Regions from separate parts of the Ovis aries genome. Here region 2 is linked to region 1. The links are chromatin contacts, called in public Hi-C maps. All regions are on one chromosome and are shown on one strand. The core of a region is the stretch at or near the end of the contact, and the rest is flanking DNA. Distances in the headings are between cores, read along the strand shown.

Region 1 (4,707 bases), core at 1,095-3,594:
TGATGACATTCAGTGTTGAGGCCTACCTATGGGCTGCTTAAGCCACACTGAAATTCTGAGCACCCTAGAGGGGAGAAGGGAAAGATCCGCATGTGAAGCCTGATGGTCTCTGGAAAGGGAATCCTCTGGTTCTGTTCCCCTGGCTTCAGCCCAGATTCTTCTAGGAGCACTGGAGCCAATCACTGTCTTCCACTGCTACAGCTACTGGGTGCACACAAAAAAGCGGGAGATCAAAAAACTCCAAGTTCGCATTTATGGATACACAAGGATCATTTCGTATTCATGACTTCAACAAATCACATTATAATCAGATTTTAAACAAGGTTTGGGGAGTAATGCCCACCAGGCTGGACACTAAACACTAACACGTATCACATGCTAGCCAGGAAAGTCACTTGTTAAATATTGGAATCATAGGGTGAAAATTGTCTTTCAACTTTGAAAAGCTCACTTTTTGCTTTAAAGGCCAGTTTTTACACAAATTCATTTCAAGCAAAGTGCCTCTTTTTAAGCCATTCCAAAACACTATAATACAAATCTCTGCTTGCTTCCTTTCTCAGTTCCAGTAGTGTTTTGAAAAAAACACATGGCATAACAAACATTATGGAAAACCCACTCCTTCCGTTAAATGTCCTTACGAACCTGCCTTTTTACTCCCTCTGTCTAAGCAGCGCATTGCTAAGTAGAAACTTAAATAACAACAACAAAAAACACACACACATACATTTTCCTCAAATATCTAGTATTTCTTGGCATATTCTTTTGGTGATGTGGTACAAAAATACAGTGGTAAACATTTTCAGAGGATACCTAAATTCCCTGGATGCTTGCGGACCCCTTTTCTTTTGAAAGTTTAGAGCTTCCAATACCCTCAATTCTACTGGCAGAATTAGGATGGACTTAGAGGGTCCTAAACGTGACCGATTCACTAAGGCGGGGGGCTACAGCTTGCAGCAACGTGCTCGGCAACTTAATCCTACGCTAAAAGAGGGCAGAGAGAGAAAAAGAATGGAATACAAACTCTCCCGACATTCGTAGTTACTTTCAAGGTGGATTGTGTATTTTCAGGCTGATGGGAACGTCTGGTTTGGGGAGCAAAAAGAAGAGAAGGTAAGTGTTTGTCCTTGTATCAACCAGTTCCTAGAGAAACAATGAAAGAACAAAGGGAACCACTTCTCCATCTGAACATTTTCTGAATCTCCCTCTGTTTCAAGCCAAAAAGCTTGCGAGGGGATTCGCTTTACTCTACCGTAAGCAGTTGTTGCCAGGCTTGCTGAGCTAAGAGAGAGAGAAAAGTTGAGCGGCAGTGTAAATATAGACTAAATAATAATAATAAAGACTTGCTGTAGCTATCTCCAGAGCTCCAGCCCCAGCAACTTTAGAAGTTGCTAAATGCAAGAAGGGAAAGCCCAAGAAAGAAGCTTTACATTACAGATTTCAAACTCAGTCATTTAAATAGCCTTACTTGCTTTTTGAAAGGATTTCTGCGCACAAAATGTGAAGGTTACTGTCTATGGGGAAAGAGCGGCGTACTGTTCAGGTCGATAAATGTTCTCTATTTCTATGTGGAAAATAATTTTGTTCAAAGGAAAGGGGATTCAAGTATTGACGCTACTGTTTGCTGATAGAAGAAATGGCAGCAGTGGTTGGGAAAGGAGAGTCGTATATAAATGTATTTGCTTTGGGGTACAATGGTTATTGGCAAGTCGGCCTTTGTGGGTCTGTGTGGCTGAATGAGTAAGTGACCGAGTGCCATCGGCATTATATAAACGGATCGGTGTGTGGGGGGAGCCCCCAAAGCCGGCGAGCACGTGAAACACACATTTTTTTACTGCCCCCCCCCCCAGCGGCGACGAAGCCCCCCTCCACGCCACCCCCAAATCCGTATATTACCTGCCCAGTTACAGTGACACATGTTTATGTTTATAGTCCTGGTTTGTAGTAGTGTCAAGAGCCGCAGCAAGAGGAGGGGGAGGAGAGAGGAGAGGGAGGAGTAAATGCAACCACCCCCACTTGTTGTTAAAGCAAATTTACTGCGTTATTGCAAGGCCGGTACGGGGGGCTGGGAAGTGAGTTGAGAGGAAGGGTAGAGTTGGGTAGTGTGTTGGTGGTGGAAGGAGGGGGTGGGGTGGGGTTAGGAGATCCGGGATGGAGCTCCTCTCTCCAGCGGCCCGGGAAAAGCAGCTCGGTCAATAGGGGAGCATGCTGGCGCGGTCGAAAACAAAAAGGTTCCTCCTGCTCGCTGCGTTCACGTGGGGGGCTCTGCAAGCGGGGCTCCAGGGCCCTGACCTCTGACCCTGGCTCCTCTCCGCGCTCTCCCGGTGCCGCGCGGCCACTTTTTACCCAGGATCCCTCGCGCCGGTCGCGCTCGTGCCGAGCTCGAGTCCTTCTTAATCCTCCATTCCCCGATTCCATCCCCTCCCCTTCCCCTACGCCCCCCCGCCCCGCCCCGCCGCCAGCCCCGGGGGAGGATTCTCCGGCAGGGAACCCCCGCCCCACCCCCACCCCGAGAGCCCGGGCCGAGGCGACCGCAGTCGGGCCGGGTGGGGCGGGGAGTGGAGAACCGGCCTCCCCTGCCGGGCCGGGCCTGCGGGGGAGGAGAGGGGAGGGGAGGAAAGAAGAAGGCGGGGGAGGGGACCCGAAAGGAGGGGGCGCGGCGGCCCGGCCCCGCTGCCCTGCCGCGGCCTGGACCTGTTGACTGCTATTGGTCCGACTCGTCCTGCGCTCTCTCCCAGGCCGCCGCAGCCCCGGTCCTTCCGCGGAAACGTGGGGAGGAAATAAGGATGGCTGTTCTCTCCGCCTCCCTCCAACTTTAGTTTTTTTTTTCTTAGGGGATGAGAAAGCAAAGTAATCTCATCCGCTGCTCCATCCTGTCTCATAAAGTCCTGTCATGCGCGGGCCCGCCGCCCTCCCGGCTCCGGCTATTTAAAACCTCTCTCTTCCTCAGACCAGCTCCCCTGCCCGGAGCCCTCGACGCCCCCGCTGCGCTCCCCCCTGCCCGGTCTGGCTTCTTCTCCAACGAATTGTGTTGCTTCTTCCCAAGAAGCTCCCTCGTCCACGTTCCACTTTTTTACCGTCCCGGGAGGCGTAAGATAAAACCTCTGGTTTGCTGCATGCCGCCGGACACATTCTCTGCCCTCTCGTCAAAATGTACTTGATGGAGAGTATAAAATAACAATATTTAAAGGAGGAAATAAAAAGGGGCGAATTCTTTTGCCTGGGTAGACGACATAAATGCATTAAAAATTTTTTTTTAAGAGAAATGTATTTCGAGTTAAAGGTTTTATGGGATTTGCTGTAGTTCCTTCTAGATTTTTGGATTTCCTGGGGGGATCTTTTCCAGAAGGAAACAGCAAATTAAAATTAAGGTGGAAGTGAGCCATCTCAACCACTTCTGAAAATAAAGGCGAAATTGAGAAAATATATCCAGGAAATAGCGGGAAGGCGGCCGCAGCGAAAACTGGAGTCGCCGAAGGCAGCGCCTCGGTGTCGCAGTCGGAAGAAGGAGGGCCAGCCCAGGGCCGGGAAGCAGGCGCGCGGCGGCGGCGGGGAGAGCGGCGAGCCGGCCCGGGCCGCGGCGCTTGGGAGGAAGGCTGCGCCGGCAGTGCGAGCGCGAAACCGCGGGCGGGGAGGGCCGAGGTGGGCGGGGGCCGGGCGCGCGACCGGCGCCGCCGATGAAGCTGGAGTCGGGCTCCGGTCGCCCGGCCGCCCCCATTGTTCGGCCGCAGCGCAGCAGTTCGCCAAGCGCGTCCTTCCCGGGGGAGGGGTCCCGAGATCGGACTCTGCCCCCACCCCCAGCTCCCCGAACTGCAAAAGGCTCGGGCCGGGTCGGGTCGGCAAGTTTTATGATCAGTGTCGGCTGGCCAGGGGTTCCCAACTCCAGACCGCGTAGGAAGGAGGCTTTACAACGTGCCGCTAAATTGGAGGAAGCTGGGCAAGCCTGAGACTCCACACGAAAAGAGGGAAAGCAGCATAGATATATTTGTAAAGTGATGGCTAGATAGAGACAAAAGTGGGCAAAAAAATTTTTTTTCTGGATCCAGAGAGTTAGAGCCTATGATATCCTATTTTAAATCTCTTTAAATGTATGGATTCAAAAATGAATGTCGGGGTTCAAAGGAGTTCGGAAAAGCACGTTTCGCTGTTACTATTCAGTTCTTTGTTGTATATAAGGAGTTTAGTTTTAAAAGGCTGGGTTGAGCTACCCCTAACAAAAACAGGCTTGGATTCTTAACGTGAAGTGCATTTTCAAAATAACACTGAAATTCATAAAGGAAAAACGTGTCATTTGCTTTTATAACACGTTTTAGAAAGAACTGAGAGACACCTACGAAACTCTGCCTGTTTTCCTTTGTGAGGCATGTGGAAAAAATATTTCTGGCAAGCGTCACAGTTTTAAAAAATGAAGATTTCCAACAAGTGATCGCAAGTCTTGAAGACAAGAGTAAAGTTATCGTGCTTGAAAACTCATGAAGAAATAATTTCAATTCTTTTGCTCAAACCTAGCTAGGGCCAGAGAGTAATCTCGACTTAGATTTATAATAGACTTTGCGGAAATTCCTTGTAAAATGCCCATTACTAGTCTGTGTATTATACAGCATTGGTTTCCCAAGGTGGATTTTTAAAAACCAATTAGAATTGATCTCTAATGGAATATTATATTTACACGTCATCATGAAAACATCATTTGATAAGAGTTTTGAATTA
Region 2 (5,312 bases), core at 2,347-4,846, 710 kb after region 1:
TTTCAGTTTTTAAAATGGAGACTAAACTTTGGCTTTTTTTTTTTTTTTTAGCACTTATCTAGAAGACTGTAAATTTGACAGCGAGAGAATAGAATTGTTTTGGACGGAATATCAGGTTACTTAAATTTTTTAAACTTAACAATTACTATTTTCCTTCTACTCTGTTTGCAAAGACATGTTTTCTTTTTCTTTTTTTCCTACCAGAATAATAGGAATTCCCTAGAAATCCTACTGGGAAGGTAGGTACTGTATAAGGTGTCAAGCTGAGCCACTTTTCACTTGCAGGTATGAATGGAGAGTGCTGGTGTGAAACAAAAGAGGACAAAAAACGGGGATCTAGACCAAAAGAAAAGGGGCCAAAGGGCAAGTGAAACAATTGAAGTTAAGCTAATGTTTTTAAAGATAAAGTTTATTGAGATAATTTTTTAAATGCTCTTTTACTATTCAGAACTTGAAATAAAGTTTAACTGTTTTAATTTCAGAATGGATTAAAATTGTGTGTGTGTGGTGCAGGTGGTAGACACCATTATTGGTAAAGAACAAATACTGAAAGTTTTTCTGTAGCTATTATGTACAAAATTATCATTATATCTTTCAGTATAGGCAGATCTCTCCCACATATAACTGATGTTTCTTGGCGGTTGGAATATCAGATAAAGGTAAAGTTTAACAGATATTCTCTAGGGTAATTTAGGGAACTTTAAAAAAAAAAGAGCTAAAGACTGAAATCTCTGTGTTGTGTTGTTTTAGACCAATCAACTTGATAAGATGTACAGACCTGCATATTTGGTGACCTTAAATGTAGAGGTATTTATACAGAAGCCCTGTCTAAAAATTTATGTATAATGAAATTTTCAATTTCCTTGATTTAAATAAAACAGCACTTTTTTCTTCCCTAGAACACTGACTCCCGATCCCACCCAGAGATTAGTTTTAGTTGCAACATGGAACAATTACAGGTACAGTATTAGGATCTGTGAATATGCCTGTCTTCTTACAGATTTTTAATTTCGAATTATGCCCATGGAAAGTTCAAAAGAAAATTAACCATCTGTCAGTAGATAATGAAGGTTGGTTAAGGAATTGTTGGGAAGGGGGCTTCAAAAGCAATATTTTAAAATAGGCTTTTGAAATTAAGATGTTAATAGAGAACTGGTCTGGTTTGCTGTTCCCTTCAATTAAAATAAACTTGTAGTGTTGAGTGTAAATTCTATTTGTGATGTGTTTGAGCCAGTAAGACAAAGGAAAAGAAAGCTTGGCTTTGAAAAATGTCCTCTTTGCTTTCAGAAATTTAATTAAACTTTCAAAACATGATTTTTAAACAGTGGTTTTAAATAACTTTTTATAAAGGGGCAAGTTACAAAAATTCTGAAACTGTTTATATTGCCTGTGTAAGTCACTGGGGACATTCAAAATTACATTGATTAATGGACATGACAACGAATTTATTTCTTAGCATTTAAAAAAATGAAGAACATCTCTTGAAATTTTGATGAAATTGATTTTTTCCAAAGGAATCTCCTGCAGAGTCGTTTTAATGTAACCATTAATTGAACTTTAAACTTTCAAAAGATGTGAATATAGCATTATCCTTGTTAAATAACTTGAGAAATTTAATTTTGGTAAACATTGCGTGTTCAGAAGATTTAGTCAGAAACTGTATTTCACATCTGAGGGCAAGCATTTTGAAGATGAGATACTTTAGAGGAAAATTTTACTTTGATAGTGGTTTGTCAAAGGTTTAAAATCTTGAATTTTAAATTGTTTAGAAAGTGTCTCCCGACTTTTTTCTTACATCTTTCTCAAGCTTGGATACTTCTTTCTTGCGTTTTATCCTAAAAACGAGCCATGATATACATCTTTCAGGACTTAGTAGGAAAACTTAAAGATGCTTCGAAAAGCCTGGAAAGAGCAAGTCAGTTGTAACTTGGGAAAGTTAACGATCTGCCCGGATCTAGTGGAAGACCAGGAACGTCTTGCCGTCCGCTGAACTATCATTTCTGCGAGTTGGATGTCTTCCTTTTCAGAAGAGATTTTTTTCTTTTGGATTTCTGTCCCTCATAAGTTTTGACACTTTATTTTTTTATACCTGTGGAAGGGTTAAGAGGGAATTTCTGCCTAAGTATTTGAATTTTTAGTATTATCCGTACATTTGATCCCATTTGATCTTTTCCACGTCTTCCAAAAGGAAGTAGACAGTATTACATTCTGAATAAATTAAGTTGTTCCCACAAAAAGAGTGGTGAGAGTTTCTGGATTTGAGTTTGTTAATTATTACTTTGAAGACATAGACACGATTGGCGTTAACTTTTAACGATCTCCTCTCCTCAGGATTAAAGTTAAACACACTGAAAAGGATGCGATCTCCGGGGTTGCTTGAAGACCCCAGCTTCGGGACGTGGGGAGCGGGCGCGGTCGCCCAGCGGCGGGAGCCCGTCCGTTCCGTTAACTGCGCCCGAAGGCTCGCCCGCTGCCCGACCCTCGCCCGCGGGGCTCCCGAGGCCCTGCAGGGCCGGCCCCGCGCAGAGCCCCTGCCCGGAGCGAGCGGCTGCCCGCGCGCGCCCCGCCTCGGCCACTGGCGGGCGGGAAAGGGGGCCGGCGCGGCCGCGGGAAGACTGGGGCGGGCGCTGTTGTTTCCGCGAGCCCAACTCGGGCGCAGGTTCCGCGACGCGGCGCCGGAGTCTGGGCCGCAGCCCGTGGGGCCGAGCGGGGGCTGTCGGCCGGCGGTCTCCTCGCGGACATGTGTGCCGCGGGCGGAGACGGACCACGGAAAGAAAGAAATAACGGGGGTTGGGGTGGGCTGAGCTGCGTGCGGGGCCGGAGCGATGCCCGCGCCGAGAGCAGGGTGGCGCGTGTGGCGCTGTGGAGAAATGTCTCCGCAGCCGCGCCAGCGCCGCCGCCGCGCCGAGCGAGGAGGAGGAGGGGGCCGGGTCGCGCTACTCCGAGGGGAGGGGGCGGCCGCGGGCCCGACTACACCGACACTAATTCCCAGGCCGCCCTTAAGGAATGAGGGGAGCACGTGACCCGGTGGGGGGGCGGCGGGGGGAGGGGGCGGGCGGACTCTGAGCCATTTTGGAGCCGGTGTCAGTTTCCACTCTGCCTTCAGCGGTGCATTTTTTTTTTCCACCCTCCCCTCCCCCGTCCTCAGCCTTCCTCCCCTCCCCCCGCCTCTCCGCACGCACACACACGGCGCCCCCCACCCGCCCTCCTCCCCCACAACGGCAACTATGAAATAATAATCGTAGTATTAAAGGCAGAGATCGGGGCGAGACAATGGGGATGTTGGCGAGGGAGCCCCGATCCGGATTAGAAACACCTCCTAGCCCCGCAGAATAATACTGATCGCGCCCCCTCCGCGCGCTCCCTCCCCCGAGTGCGGAGCGGGAGGAGGCGGCGGCGGCGGCCGAGGAGGAGGAGGAGGCCCAGGAGGAGGAGGCGTTGGAGGCCAAGGAGGAGGAGGAGGAGGCCGCGGAGGAGGAGGAGGCCGAGGCGGAGGAGGAGGAGGAGGAGGCCGGGCTCGGGAGGCAGCATGAGCCGAGCGCGGCGGCCGCCGCTCCTCTCGGCTGCGCTCGTTGCCCATTGACAGCGGCGTCTGCAGCTCGCTTCAAGATGGCCGCTTGGCTCACATTCATTTTCTGCTGAACGACTTTTAACTTTCATTGTCTTTTCCGCCCGCTTCGATCGCCTCTCGCCGGCTGCTTTTTCCGGGTACGTAGGAGGCGAGGCGCCTCCGGGACGGGGCCTGGGGGCGGCGGGGGCCGCGCGGGACTCAGGCCGGCCGCGGGTGGACGGGGAACGGCCCCCCCCCACCGCGCCTCGCCCGCGCCGGCCGGGAGGGCGCTGACAGCGTGGGCGCCGAACCCCGCTCCGCCGCCCGCCGCCGCCCGCCGGCCCCGCGCGCCGCCCGGCCCCGCGCGCCGCCCGCGCCCGCGAGCGCGCGCCCGCCGCCGCCCGCCGACTCCCGCGGCGCCGGGACCGACCCGCAGCCCGCGCCGCGCCGCCGCCGCCAGCCGGCCTCGGCGCCGCTCCAGCCGCCGCCCGCTCCAGCCCGGACGCGCCGCGCGCGGCCCCACGTTTTAGTTCCTTTCTCCCCCGAGCGCCCCTCTACACCCTCGCGACGCACATGGCCCCCGAGAAGAATACTTCTATTTGCAGCCTCTGCGGCTCTCCCGGCCACGGCGCCCTTTGTTGAGAGGTAGATTTTGATGAAACGGGGACGGGTGCCTGAAATCGGGAGCTGCTTGGGTCAAGTGGCTTCCCTCCTCTCCCGAAGAAAGGGCTTTGGAGGGGTTTAAACAGCCAGAGAACGCCCCCATTTTATAGGGACGGGTTGCTTGGGGGGCCGCGATCCCGCCAAGGTGGATGTTAGGCTGAAAGGAGCCCGAACAAAAATGTTATTAACTTAAGTTGGAGGGACACTTGGGTGAATTTAGATGGCTTGTAAGATGGCGGTTCCCAGTTGTTTCCAAGGTCTCCTGCGTTTGTGTTTAAAATGGTAAAGTTTTCTAGGTGTTATTTGTTGAGAGTTTCGGATAAGTTCTGCAAATATTACTTGGGAGGTGCTCAATGGGAAGTGGGCATTTCAAATTTGGAGCTTTTTTTGGAGTAATGATGGTGAGTGGACGTTAGTCTTGCAAGAGGTTTCCTCTTTTTCCTTTTTCTTTTTCCCCCCGTCTCAGAGACTACAGTTTTGTGTTGGTTTTTTTTTTTCTCTTTTTTCCACCTCTAGTATGGGATGCACTTAGAACCATGACTTAAGTCTACAACGTTTTATAGGTTTTACTAAATGTCAGCATAGGTCATGTGGTGAAGAGATGCTTTGGAGAAAGGAGCACTAAAAAGTTGATGGCATATGTTTATGCAGTCTTTTGGGTTTGACAGCCATGTAGCACGATCATTTTCCTAGAGATTTACAGTTAATAATTGGAAGTAAACAGGTATAGAGACTTTGATCATTCCCAATTGCAATAAAAGGATTTAGTGGGCTTAGTGGTCACGGTTCAGTATCTGAAATAGAAGCGTGTATTAATCCCTTCCCAGAAAGTAGGCAAAATCCTGGGCATATTTATTCAAATACAAATGCAGGTTGGTGATGCCTAGAATGTTATGTGTACTTCAACTTATGTTTTATAGAAACCTTAACCCCCATGTTCTGGAAACATAAGCCACACTATAGTCTAGAAGCTTAAGGATGCCAATTGTTAACAGCATATGCTAACTTAAGACTATATTAACATTTGAGTTTTTTTTAAGTAGATTCCTTTGAGGTTGATTTTATGAGCAAATTTATAAATTTTTAAATAATTAAGTTA

Evidence for each region. Hi-C and Micro-C count contacts between places; a contact is called where the count stands out from the background.
Region 2: a Hi-C map of hypothalamus shows a contact between it and region 1, with 2.3 times the contacts expected there. The contact joins the promoter of BMI1 here to the promoter of SKIDA1 in region 1. A contact is called at or near these places in 6 of 16 Hi-C or Micro-C datasets (blood, hypothalamus, liver and 2 more).

The regions. Positions count from the first base shown.
Region 1 is chr13:22,137,149-22,141,855 of ARS-UI_Ramb_v3.0, forward strand. It overlaps SKIDA1 (SKI/DACH domain containing 1), which reads right to left and starts at 2,345. Exons shown (of 5, transcript XM_060397323.1): 1 at 1,894-2,345; 2 at 27-201.
Region 2 is chr13:22,841,025-22,846,336 of ARS-UI_Ramb_v3.0, forward strand. BMI1 (BMI1 proto-oncogene, polycomb ring finger) reads left to right here and starts at 3,597. Exons shown (of 10, transcript XM_027976604.2): 1 at 3,597-3,708. It overlaps COMMD3 (COMM domain containing 3), which reads left to right. Exons shown (of 8, transcript XM_004014219.6): 3 at 52-115; 4 at 205-239; 5 at 599-659; 6 at 751-807; 7 at 900-959; 8 at 1,867-2,237. The coding sequence ends at 1,926.